Regions from separate parts of the Capra hircus genome. Here region 1 is linked to region 2. The links are chromatin contacts, called in public Hi-C maps. All regions are on one chromosome and are shown on one strand. The core of a region is the stretch at or near the end of the contact, and the rest is flanking DNA. Distances in the headings are between cores, read along the strand shown.

Region 1 (6,714 bases), core at 2,751-5,250, 280 kb after region 2:
CAGCAGCAGCAGAACCATCATAGTTCCTCACTGGAAGGAGGCCAGGGCAGAAGACAGAGTCAGGCAAACCCTAAAGAGAGTTAAGAGTATTCCTTAGGAAGCCATCTGTGGCTAGAGAATATTACTTCTAGGAGGCCCTAGAGACACCTCCAGAAGCAAGAAAGCAAGCCATTGGTGTGTCTTCTGGGTTGTTTCTGATGTGTGGGGACAAGAAGTGGTGACAATGGTACAGAAAAAAAGAGTACTACCTTTATTAGCATCATTGAGATTCTCAAAATAAAGACATTTATTTCTGCTAGTAATAGACTTTTAAAAACAGTAGTCTCACCCCTATAAACTGTGAACTAGAAAAGCTGGGTAAAATATAAAAAATATCCTTTTGATAGCATCTTGAAAGGACAAGATCCTAAGGAGAAGGTGCAGAGAAGTCTGCCTATGTTCAACTCTGCTTTTCCCCTTGACTCATTTGCTAATTTGAAAGTTGTTCCAGAGGCTGAGAAATCACTCAGAAAGAGTGATTTAGAAGCAGGCAGCTTAGAAGAATGGAAGTCAAGAGCTTTCATGAGTCCCATAGTTCTGAGAAAATATAAATTGGACTTTGGAGGCAACTAGGAAGGAAGAGCCTTTAAAAACACCTCAGGCTTTCAGTTGGGACAGAAAAAAGGCCACCCTACGAGTAAGAATGAATCTGAAATAGGCTAGACCTAACAGACTGAAAGCCATTTAAGCTAAGGTGTTTTGCTCTGAGCCTAGTTTCCTAACAGAAGCAAAAGTAAAATCTTCTCTGGAAGTAAAAAAAAAAAAAAACATGACTCAGAACCTAATATTTTTCACAAACAAAGACAGCATTTCATTAAGAATTTCTGGGCATACTAGGAAACAAAAATAAGAAAAGGGAATAGAAATAAGATCCATAGATGACCAAAATGTTGAAGCTATTAGGCCCATGTCAGAAGTTCACTAGAGAACAATAATCTACAAATAAGAATCAAATACAAATTCTGAAGTTGAAAACTATGACTCAATAAACTAAAAATGCAATTTAAAGTACATTTATAATAAATTAAACATTTTAAATTTGTTTATAATGAAAGACATGAGATACTTAAGAATAAATTTAACAATATATGTGCAAGACTTCTATGCTGAAAATTACAAACATCAAAATAAATAAATGGAGAGATATGACGTAATCATAGACAGCAAAATTCAGTATTTTTAAAATGTCAATTCTTCCCAAACTGATCAATAGATTCACCAGAATTCCAACCAAAATCCCAATAGACTTTATAGACATTGAAACACCAATTGTAAAATTTATATTAAAATGCAAAAAACACACAAAAACTTGGAATGGCCAAAACAATAATGAAAAAAAAAAAGTTGGGTAAGTTGGCACATGGATACATCATGCTTATCAAGGGAACTGAACAGACTCAGAAAATTAGTTGATTTTTGACCAAGGTGCAAAGGTGATATCCAGTAGAGGAAAGGAGAATCTTTTCAACAAACGCTGTTGGAATAACTGGATTCTTATTTTTTTTAAATAAAGGTATCACCCCCTATTGTTATATTAATACCATATAGAAAAATTAACCTTCAGTGCATTCTAGGCCTAAATGTAATGTACTGTGAATATTAAAAGGAAAGTAAGAGGGCTTTATTTACATCTTTATGCTAGGGAACTTTAGTATTTGGATGATACGTACAAATTCTTAGAAAAATACAAGCTACAACAACTTTTCTTCAAAATGTTATTAAGAAAATGAAAGACAGGTTACAAACTGGAATAAAAATATTCACAACACACATTTTGACCAAAAAAACAAAACAAAAAAAAAAGTATACAGGGGAGGAGAAAGGAGAGGTATTATCCAAAGGGTACAAAGTTTGCTAAACACAATCACTAAGTCTTAGAACTGTATTGTACATAAAGTCCCTACAGTTAAGAATGCTGTAGTAAAATTTGCTAAGAGGGTAGAGCTTATGCTAAGTGTTCTTATCACTTAATAATAAAAATTGAAAGCAGGAGGAAATTTTTAGAGGTGATGGGTCTAATTATGACATACATTGTGGATATATACTTAACTCCAAACTTATTAAGTTCTATACATATACATGTATACATATAGGTGCTTACATAAACACGCACAGCTTTGCCAATCATATCTCAACAAAGAAAAAATATATGTACGTAGTATACAAATAACTCCCACAACTTAATTACAAGGAAACAAACTCAATTTTTTAAATGGGCAAAGTTTTTTAACATACTTCACAAAAATGAAATAGCACTATATATCCATTCAAAATGGTTAAAACTAAAAACAATCTCAACTGTTGCCACGTGACTGAAAGGCTCATCATTCTGTGAAACTAAAGGAAAGATAAAGAGGCAGATGCAAGTAGACTAGATGGTGGGAAGATGAGAGAATTCTTGGCAAGGCTCACAACTCTTTTTCCAATAAGAATGAGGCAAAGTCACTGGTTGAGGAGAAATTTAGTGATTCCAAAGGTGTAGAGAAAGAATGAGACACTTCGTTTAAAGCGAGCAAAATACAGAAAAGAGTAGGAGAGACCATTTGGATGAGGTCACATTAGTCCACCCAATTGTTAAGCTGCCTGGGTTTAAGTACAGGCAAGAAAAGATAAATGCGTGAAATCATTTATGATCTGGGTTTTGCCAGGAAAGCAGAAGTCAGGGACAAAGAGTTGAGGGTATTTGCAGGGAACTGGCTTTAATGCAACTATTTGTGGCATACATATAGCCAGAATTAGTTCTTTACTATGAAGCACTATGCTAGTGTAAGTTACTAGTATAATGGTGGCAAAACTAAGCATCGTCTCAATTTAAGGTTGGTTATATACGAGACACAGGAAGACTGGAATGCACCAAAAGTTAAAATAAGCAGCTAAATGCATTATTTCCAAAACTGAACCATATAATGAACTTACTCCTTATTCTACGCATTCCATTTGAGGTCTAAAATCTATTTTTCCTGTCTTCCTAATCAGGCTTTCCACATCTATTTGCTTTAGCTCTGACCTTTTCATGGTCTTTATCTAATTTTATCTAAAGGAAGGCTAATGTTTACATATTAGTGTTTCCATTACTTCCCACTCCATCTTGCGTCCTTCTCACACTGTTGGTGATGAGTCTTCAATGATCCTCTAGTACTGTCCACATTTTGGAAAAAAAAATTTTTTGGCTTTTCACATAAATAAAGTATCAAGGTATTCCTCAACCCACAACTGCTCTCTTTACAACACCTACAACCAAAACCATGAAAAGGTTTTATCCAAAAATCGTAAAATGGCTACTGCAGGCTATCTTTCTTGTATTCCCCAGTCTGTTTCTCTCAGTATAACTGCTGAAAAGTTTCTACTGCTCTGGCTTGCACAAGTACTTAGTTTTTATGTAGGCAGCAGACTGCGAAGAATTCTGAAATACAAAGTTAAAAGTGTTTACCAAAGCTGAAGAAATTTCTTGGAAGAACTGAGTACCTGCATCTGACACTTTCAGAAGAGTCTAAAATTAAAATTGGGTGGGTACAGTTTCACAGATTTTATTTTTGCAACCTTCTTGGTTGTTTCCATGTTGCCTCACAAAACAAAGGCAGTGAACTCTGACGAGTTTACCACTGTCCGTCTATTAAGTGGTTTGCCTGTGACTCGTAATAATGGAAAAGGGACATGCTGTTCCTTTCAAACACAGCACGGACAGCCTTACTTTAGCTAAAATTTGATAAGACCAAGACCACACCATAAAACACAGAATATAAAGTGTTATTGATAGAAAGGGAAAAATAAAGCTAATTAACTCCTTAAATTCTTAAGCACTGCTAAAAGACCAAAAGACATGCTTCCTTACATAATAAGAAGCGCTTTTATGTTCCTCACGAATAGTGTATTTGCCTGCGTTCCTTTTTCTTAGTGACACCCCTACCGCCTCAGGACTGGTGCTTAAAGACAAAGTGGGTGGGTCAAGCCGGTTTAGGAAGACATTTAGAAGGAAAGGCTGGGCCCATCCCAGCATTGGGACCGCGCCCAGCAGGCATTTGGCTTACATAATACTCAAGAGGAAAATACAGCTCGAGCAAACTATTAATTTTCCACAAAGATTTCCAGAAACCTGACTCAGAGCCAGAAACTCAAACCCTGCGAGCGGGAAGAAAAAAAAACACCTACTACGCCACCATTTCCGCCTTGCCGGGCCAGCAAACGTGCAAATATGGAGAAAGACGTACGCGCTGCGCATACGTCCTCACAATGCGCAAGCGCACGGCGAGGCCCCCGCCCCCTCACGCTCCCGCCGAGGCGCGCGCACCAGAAATCAGCCCCCTACTAGCGCCGCCCGGGGCTTCCGCCCCGAGGCCTGACGGTCGCCGTTCGGTTCCGGTTCTAACCCCGCCCTCACGCGGTAACCATCCAAAGTCTTAATATCCGGGACCAGAGGCTGGCGCCAGCGCCCACTTCCGGCGACGGACGCAGAGGAAAGAATCTGGTGACGCTTCTTCCCTTCTGCTGTGCCGCCCAGGCTCTGGCTCTTGGTGCGGCAGCGCCATCTGGTGCTGAGTCTCTCGCTGCCCGCAGAGGGGGCGCGCGCCTTTCTCCCGGAATCTTCCAGAGAAAATGTGGCCTGGGCTTTCGTCACTCGCCCTCGGAAAGGGAGAGAGACCCGAGCTTTCGCCCTGCCGAGTTCTCACGCAGGAGGTACTTGTAGGACTTCGCACCGGAAGCTTCTTGTACGTGTTAGCTATAAATACCCAAGATGGAGAGGAAGCTGAGTTCTTTCTCTAGTTTTAAGTCCAGAAAAACAAAACAAAACGTTTTTCTGTTTCCTCATGACTTGTTCCTGAATACCTCTCAGGCATTTTTCTCAGTTATCAATTCATTAGTTCCAAGAGACAAGAGTCCACTATTTCTCTCTTGGGTGGGAAGATGGCACAGACCTTGTGGCTTAGAATGCTCTGTGCTATAAAAGCTTTTGTTTCCTTTAGCTTATTAAAGCTGTGTTGTGAAAACATGCATCATGTGTCTGGAGCCCCTGAGGAAGTGGGGACTTTGCTATAAAAACAGGCTAAAGAGATTTCAGAAAGGTAGTCTCAGGAACACCCATGGTGTATGTAGGTTTGTTTGCGTGGCGTGTTTCTAGAGATTAACAGAGAGAAACCTCATTTCTCCCAAGGCAGCAAAATCAACGTAAATTCTCCCTGGATGTTGCTTGGAAACCTCGATTTTCCTGGAAAGGTGTAGACCTGATGATATATATGTAGCTAATATTGGGTGGTTATTACTTCCTTATTGGAATGGTGTGGTAACCGAGTATGGGAGTACTAGTGAAAGCTAGTGAAGTAAGTTTCCTGTAGACTCCAGCTCCCACTGACTAGACTGCTCCACTGGGCGTTTCTCCTCGTGGTTCTCAAACTCGTTAGATGTCCACTCATTAGATGTCCCTGGAAGGCTTATTAAACCAGATGGGCCTTAACCCTAAAGTTTTTAACTGAGAACGTCAGGGAGTAGAATTCTATTGGGTTGTCGCAATGTTCCTTCCAGTTTTCCCTTAAGATGTTAAGGAAAACCCTGAATGAATTTTTTTGCCAATCTAATATAATTATAGTTCTGATAAATTATCTGGTGATGCTTAATACTTAGGTCCTTGGTACTAGGATCACATCTGCAATAATTTGGAGTTCAGAGTTACTTTGTCAGCACGTGCAGTCATGCTCTTATGGTTGGATGCTAATGATAGAAACCGGAGAAATCCATTGTTGAAAAGTAATGAACTAAGCACTAGATCCAGAAAATTGTACATAAATGAATATTCACAGTTAAAGCCGCTACTGCACATAAATGTGTTCTGTAAATTATAGTGTGATAGAGGGTGCTGTGATACCAGGTATACTAAATATTTCAATGATTTTTGGTGGAATTTCTGCCCTTCCCATTAGCTATTAAAAGTCAGTAAATAATAAATGACTAGAATTAAGGATAAAGTTGCTATGCCCTACCTAACTTTCTCGTTTTGCTTTTTGGTAGACACCAGGCTTTTCCAAAGTCCTTTAGCATCTTGCCAGATTCTTTTGTTTTTTCTAAATCCTCTGCCAACCCTATTCCACCCATATTGTGCTGTTTATTCAATACAAATATACGCTGATTTCATTTCTAAACATGGTCATCTCATTTGTGAAAATGGCTTACTTAATCTTGTTTGCAGGCTTTTTCTCTTCAGTTAATTCTGTCAAATCGTGACTATGTCACTGCATTTACTTTCAGTGAAAAAAGTGTGCTGTGCACTATGAGTTTTATCCTTGCACATAATTGAAATACAAATATTTTTGGAGAGGTTTTATGTTCATAGCTGAAATCATTTCTAAAACTTTTAAAAAGTTTAGAATGTTTGCTCTGATGTAACTGACCTTAATGATGAAAAGTAACTGATACACCCTTGATTTGAAAATTAATATTTATTAAATGTCAATGATTAAAGATCTTTAATATTGATTAAAGATCAATGAGGACTTCCCTGGTGGCTCAGGAAAGATGGTAAAGGATCTGCCTGCAATGCCAGAGACCCAGGTTGGATCCCTGAATTGGAAAGATCTCCTGTAGAAGGGAATGACAACCCACTCAAGTATTCTTGCCTGGAAAATCCTGTGAATAGAGGAGCCTGGCCAGTTACTGTCCATGGGGTCTCAAAGAGTGGGGCAGGTC
Region 2 (6,539 bases), core at 195-2,694:
AGATAGGATTTAACTTGGGTTTGTAAGGGTATGAAGAATTTCACCAGGTGGGGAGGTGGTAGAAGGGAGGGGGTACTTCTGGCAAGGGGAATGTAAGAGCGAGGCTCATGGAAAACCACTGAAGGCTGAGAGAAAACCGGGGTGGATTCTGGTCTTTGGAGAAGGTGGGGGGTTGCCTCTGGACAATACTACTTTCCACTTGTGTCTTTATGGAGGCGTATTATTTTCAACTCTTTTGAGATGAAACACAAATTATTAAACTTAAAATGTCAGAGATTTCAAATTCTTGATAAAAAATGAATTTAGAGTACAGTTGATTTAAAATTATTATTCGAAGTTAAAATTCAGCTGCTGTTACAGAGACTAAATAGACAAAGAAACTCATTCCACTTGCTATCAGGCAGCAACTGACAACTTGATGATACCCTGTGGTTAAAGTCACCCAAGAATTTGATTTCACCATTTTTCTTATCTTCTATGCCTTCAAATGAGGTTAAAGCATCTGCCTCCAATGCAGGAGACCCGGGTTTGATCCCTGGGTTGGGAATATCCCCTGGAGAAGGAAATGGCAATCCATTCCAGTATTCTTGCTTGGAGAATCCCATGGACGGAGGAGCCTAGTAGGTTACAGTCCACGGGGTCACAAAGAGTCGGACACGGCTGAGCGACTTCACCTTACCTTACCTTATGCCTTCAAATGGACTACTATACTATTAAATTATAAATCTGATGAAGATCATGTTTTGGGATTGCAGGCGGATTCTTTACGGTCTAAGAAACCAGGGAAGCCCATAGGTCACACCAGTTTCACATATTTGAATACAAGATTTCTGCAGTTCCAGGGCATGTCCACTAGAGGCCTGTGAAGAGCTTCTTTCCCCGAACACAATCATAACCAAAAAGGCTAGATTTAATACCAGAAGTATTGATCAAGTATCAGTAAGACAAAGATGGAATTGATAGATAATCTCAACAATAAGCACCTTAGTGGTGGATAAAATAAACAAAATGTAACCCTCTTTCGAAAACTCCAGGATACTGAATTGTGAAACTTACAAAACTCCTAATACGGAACTGGGAAAGCAGAGTGAAAAGAGGTAGGGTTTGGAAGCCTTCGCCAACAGTTCCAGAAGGTCAGCAGGCCCTGGCCAGCTCTGACTAGGTGGCCACAGGCACCAAGCGGTGGAATCAGCCATTATAATGACTGCCAGGGCCCTGAAGGGGCTTCTGAGGAAAGAGGGCTTTCAGATCTTCAAACAAACACCACATACAAAAGGCATGCGACAAAGCAGAGGGCAGGTTCCTGGGTGGGAAAGCGTCTGGGAAAGTAAACAGAGTAGTGATTTAAGACAGATGGGCCAGGCAGGGGCTTCCTAAACAGTGACTCCAAGGAAGCAAACAGAGGAAGACAGATGAGCGATGGTGAGAACACCGAGCGACAGAGTCAAACAGGCCGTTGGCTTCAGGGGCGAGAGGGCCACTTCAGGCAAAAAGCACACAGAACGCACTCGGCGCTGGGGGACAGGAGCACAACTAAGCGCACACAGCAAAGACTACCAGGAAGGCTGAGATGCCTCGTGACAGTCCCCTCGCCACCCTGGCAAACTCAAAACAGAGCTTCACGTCACGTGTCAGAAAACACAAAACAATCAACCACACCACACATACGTGCGTGTACACACACACACACACACAACTTCTATTTACAGAAACGGCCTGTTTTTCACAAGGTTTGGTTAATTAACAATCAGGAAAGAGTTGCACAGGGTTTGAAGAAAGAACCCTTTGTTCGGAAAAACCTGTGAAAATATTCCCTCAGCAGCTTGTAACTTTCCCTACAGATCGCCCCGGCCCTGAGGACAGGCCCAGGTGCCAGAGGCCCCTGTGATCCCACACAGAGCACACATTCAAAGGCAGCAGCGCTCTTTGTTGTCCCCCAGGAGTTAAGCCTTAATGGGTTTACAATTCGCCGGCGTTTTTGGAGAGCAGCTTGGCGGTTGCTGCCTGCTGCCAGAAATGGAGCCGAGACAAGGCCTGGTGAATCCCACAGCTGTTGTGGCCGCTCCGTGGCAGGGAAGAGCAGTTGCCCGGGGCGTTTCAGAGACGTGCGAGAACACAAGGAGACTTTATGAACCCTGGAAGGGAATCTGCAAGCACTGTGAGCAGATGGTCAGTCCACATGGTGGAGGAAGGATTTCGGAGCTGTGGTTCCTTACTGAAGACCATGGCAACTAGTGATTCACTGAGTCTTCGATAAATCCTTTGTGGGGAAAAGTGGCTCAACTATAATGTAACATGGCTAGTTAGCTTCACACTGTCACAGTCCTGACTTCTAAACCTCAACAATCACAGTTTAGACAGGAATAAGCTAGTCCATCTTACCTTGGTTAAAAAGAAAAATAGGTATGGCACTTCTGTTGGAAATAGGGTCGCTATTCATCCTGGTCCACTGGGTTTCAGGAGATGCCTGCCTGAACCAAGCCTCCACCATTACTCCCTCCAGCCCTGACTTCAGGAAAATCTTCATCTTAAACTGAGACACATGGATGGTGGGACAACACTGAAAGCTTCTGGGAGCAGTGACTTCATGATTTTTTGAAAGCTATATTCACTTTGTTTTCTTTCCCCATCATCCTTCTGATCAAAGGCTGCTTTTCGATACATGGAATTTTCTTTTGCTGAAATCTCAACCTATTTTCTGTTCTCCTCATGTTGACTCATCTGAGAATCACATGATCTCTCCTAAAAGGCTATTTATTTAGTCCATTATGAGACCCAGGGTCAGTCTTTACTCATTTTATATCTGAATGACTTATTTCTTCAGGTCAAGCAAAGTACTCTTTAAGTATATCCCTGAGAAGCATCAGCTAGATACCACGGAGGGGATGAGGACTGCAAACTGTGAGATGCTACAAATCTGACGAAGGAAACAGAAACACTGGGGAGAGAATTCTAATACCTGAAAAGGGCTAAGACTGAGGTGTAATCGGAAAGCTGTGGCCATATAAGGAAGAGAGAAAATAATCTTTAACTCCTCTGTAGAGATCGGGACATTAGTTTTAAAGGAGATAGAATTTAAGATGGCCATATATAGGGTGATCTATCACTCCAGTGTTCAAACTGAAAGTCTTGGGTTGCATGAAATCCTTCAATTGAACATCCAACAGTTAGACATGAGAGTTTATCTCAAGGGTTTGAGACAAGGTGAGGGCCAGTCTCAACAGCAGTGGGCAGGCTGCCCCAGCCCTGGAGGTGTGGACTCAGCGGCCATTGGGGCATAAGGCCTTGGGGAGGGGGGTGATGTCCCGTCAGGCAGGACGGCAGGTGCCCGCCTCTCACTGGGCATCTATTTTGTGTCCAGCACGTTGCACAAGGCTCTGTGGAGACAAGGCTCGGGGCCTGGCACACAGTGGTGGCTGAGTGGCTCTCTCTAGACTGGACATATAGCTTTAGACTGGACATAAAGCCCTATAGCTTTACAATGGACCCCTGCAATGCACACAGGCTGACTTGCCCAGGCCAACATCACTACCCTGCAGGCATATGGGTTTTGAGAGCCCTGAACTCTCAAAGGAAGAGTAAGGAATTGAAAGAGAAGCTGATTTCGGGAGTTGATAAGATGTTGTGGACCCTGAGTATCACCTTGAGTCGATGGTATCTAATAAAAAACTTACAGTGTGCTGTTACATTTATTATCTCACTTTCGAGCTTGACACAGACCCACGAGGTAAGAAACTGAAAGTTTGAAGATGGCCTTGGTCACACTGCTGTAAGTAGCAAAGCTGGGATTCACACTACAGATCACTCTTTCCAGGACCAGTGGCATTTCTCTAACTTTTTAAGTTGACTGAGTTTTATCTGAAATTTGAGTTGAACAACCAACTGATTCAGTGTCATCTGAACGTGTATACTCTGTTCAGTCATCTAGTGGCTGGATAGTACATCAAATCACATAGACTCCAGGACCAATTGAAAAAGCAATCCCTCAATTTACAACCACTCGTCACCTCTCTTTTCCTCTAGAATCTTACAGCCACACTCAGGAAACCCCAGTAATGCAGATCAAGTGGTTAACCTACGAGGCACTGTGGATGAGATACAAAGATATGTCGAGTTACACTGATATACACAGGTGACTTAAAACTATATGTCTCCATAGAAACCTTTGCTTGGCTGGCTGTATCTGAAAAGATTCTCTTAAGTACCTGGTGTGGGCCCCCTCTGAAGTAGTGATTCGATCAAGCAGAAGTGGAACATCTCTCAAGGTGTAGACTTTGACTATTACCTGCTTCTTTTGGTTTAAAATGATTTTTTTTCCCTGTCATTTTGTCCTCAAGGGGCTTTAAATTTTGTTCTTCCGAGAAGATGCTCCTGAGGACACCAGCCCCGGTTATTGTCATAGGTACCTGCCTGTCTTCCTCTCTCTATAGTTCCACGGCTTTGAACTCATCACACTGTCTTCCCTCTTTCCCTCAAATGCTTTAGGAACTCACACCCTCAAACACTTGCACGACTGGCCATGGATTTCTTGTTAATCAAACAGGACTGCTTGCTATGAACACACTTCTAAGGTTTTTGAGAAAATTATTTATGAAATGAGGGAATCTGACGTGAAATAACAGGCCAGTTTCTTTTCTTTTTAATTTCTGTTTTAAGTTTTTTTCTTGTGTTTTTGTTTGTTTGTTTGTTTGTTTTTTGCTGTGAGGCGTGTGGGATCCTAGCTCCCTAACCAGAGATTGAATCCCCACCCCCCGCACTGGAAGGTGAAGTCTTAACCGCTGGACTGCTGAGGAAGTCCCAGGCCAGCTTCTTATGACTTATTGTTTAAGGAAAGCTAAGATACTGTGATGTTAGCTTTCTATCTCCACCAAATTAAGCTCTCTTTAGCCTAAAGTAAGTCACCTAATCTGATATATCAGTTCCTGTGTGTAAAGTGAGGACAATAATCTTTACCTAGCTCACTGGGACTGCTCAGTTTAATGATGACTGAAAAATGGCTTAAAAAACAACAACAAACTCCTTTGTAAATGAGCCATAACAACAATTGCACATAATTTTGAGTAATTTTAATTTCAAATTTTACTACTCTTTTTGTGGTATCTTTATTCGTTCATTCATTTTCTGATTCCTTCCCTATCCAATTCTGCTTTCAGAAATAAAAAAAATAAATAAATAATAGTAAATTTGTGTGTAATTTTCTTCATTTACTGCTTTACAACATTTTAAGAATATTAAAGATTGTCAAAAAAAAATACGAAAGAGCTCAGAAAAAGATCACCCTTGTGATCTCTCGGTCATCAGTAAGATGACTCTCAAAGTTCAACCTTCAAACTAGCAGCAGCAGCACTTAAGACGCAGTTCCCATGGTGTCCCAGGAGGTGCCCTGGGGCACCTAGTAAACATACAGGGGCATCTCGAAATATATTAACATTTCAAGGGACTCACAGCTATGCCAGGCATCTGTCAGACACTGAGAAAACTAGTAGTTCAAGGTAGCTGACAAGGGCAACATGAGCTCATTTCAACATTCCTTTCCATGAGGCCACCATTTGCGAAGCTGGGTTTTCAACAGCTGCTGTGATAAAAAGCAAGTTCCTTGCTGGAAATCAATGTGGGACAGAGAATGTGGTGGTACCATCCAAACTGATTCCAAGGTGTGAGAAGCTGTGCAGTCTCCATGAGCGCACACATCCTATTATTGACTAGTTGTGGTTATTAATAATGAAATTAAAAAATTATTTTTTCCAATTTAAGGGTATTGTTTTATTAATGCCTAAGTTGTTAAGACATAAATACTTTTTAAGTTGTTGGAGTCTAACTACTTAAAATGGAACTGTGAGGTATTTCTTTCCTCCCAGAAATAGGGTTATCCCATAGGTCTGGCAGCCCAACCTATTGGCACAGTGTTTTGAGAGAACCATGAACCAAGAAGATTTGAGAACTTGCTATAAATGCAAATTCTTAGGCCCCACCTCAGGCTCACTGACTCAGAAACTGTGGGGGTGGGGGGAAACCATCTGTGGTCTAACCAGGCCTCCTGGTGATTCTAGAGCACACTCAAGTGTGAGAACCACCATGGCAGGGCACGTCCTAAAAGCAAAGCTATGTAGTAGGGCCTGTGGATGTTCAATCTGCAAAGTAATAATAGAACAATCTCAGTTTGTGTGAAAAAGTACAGAAATGGCCCAAATGGGGCAAACAAAACAAAATAAAAAACCATCATAAACCAATCTGCATAAAGACACACACACACTGGTGTATAGATATATACGTGTGTGCTCAGTCATGTCCAGCTCTTTGTGATCCCATGAACTGTAGCCCATCAGGCTCCTGTGTCCACGGGACTCTCTGTGCAAGAATACTAGAGTGGGTTGCCGTTTCCTCCTCCAGGGGATCTTCCCAACCCAAGGACTGAACCCGTTTCTCCTGCATTGGCAGGTGGATTCTTAATCACTGAGCCACTATAATCTTTCTGCTAGCCTATAATTTTAAAATAATGAAAACTTGCTGAATTTTGAATGATCTGTGCTTTACCTTTT

The links. Hi-C and Micro-C count contacts between places; a contact is called where the count stands out from the background.
Region 1: a contact with region 2 is called in a Hi-C map of blood, with 5 times the contacts expected there. The contact joins two enhancer-like sites. A contact is called at or near these places in 2 of 5 Hi-C or Micro-C datasets (blood and liver).

What each region holds. Positions count from the first base shown.
Region 1 is chr12:59,083,416-59,090,129 of ARS1.2, forward strand. No RefSeq gene overlaps it. Among named protein-coding and RNA genes, the nearest start is that of STARD13, 19 kb to the left of the region's middle. Within about 2 kb of position 4,001, at least 5 of the 5 cell types and tissues checked have an H3K27ac peak or open chromatin away from gene starts, as enhancers often do.
Region 2 is chr12:58,804,772-58,811,310 of ARS1.2, forward strand. The region is part of intron 2 of STARD13 (stAR-related lipid transfer protein 13); the gene reads right to left. Among named protein-coding and RNA genes, the nearest start is that of KL, 200 kb to the left of the region's middle. Within about 2 kb of position 1,445, at least 4 of the 5 cell types and tissues checked have an H3K27ac peak or open chromatin away from gene starts, as enhancers often do.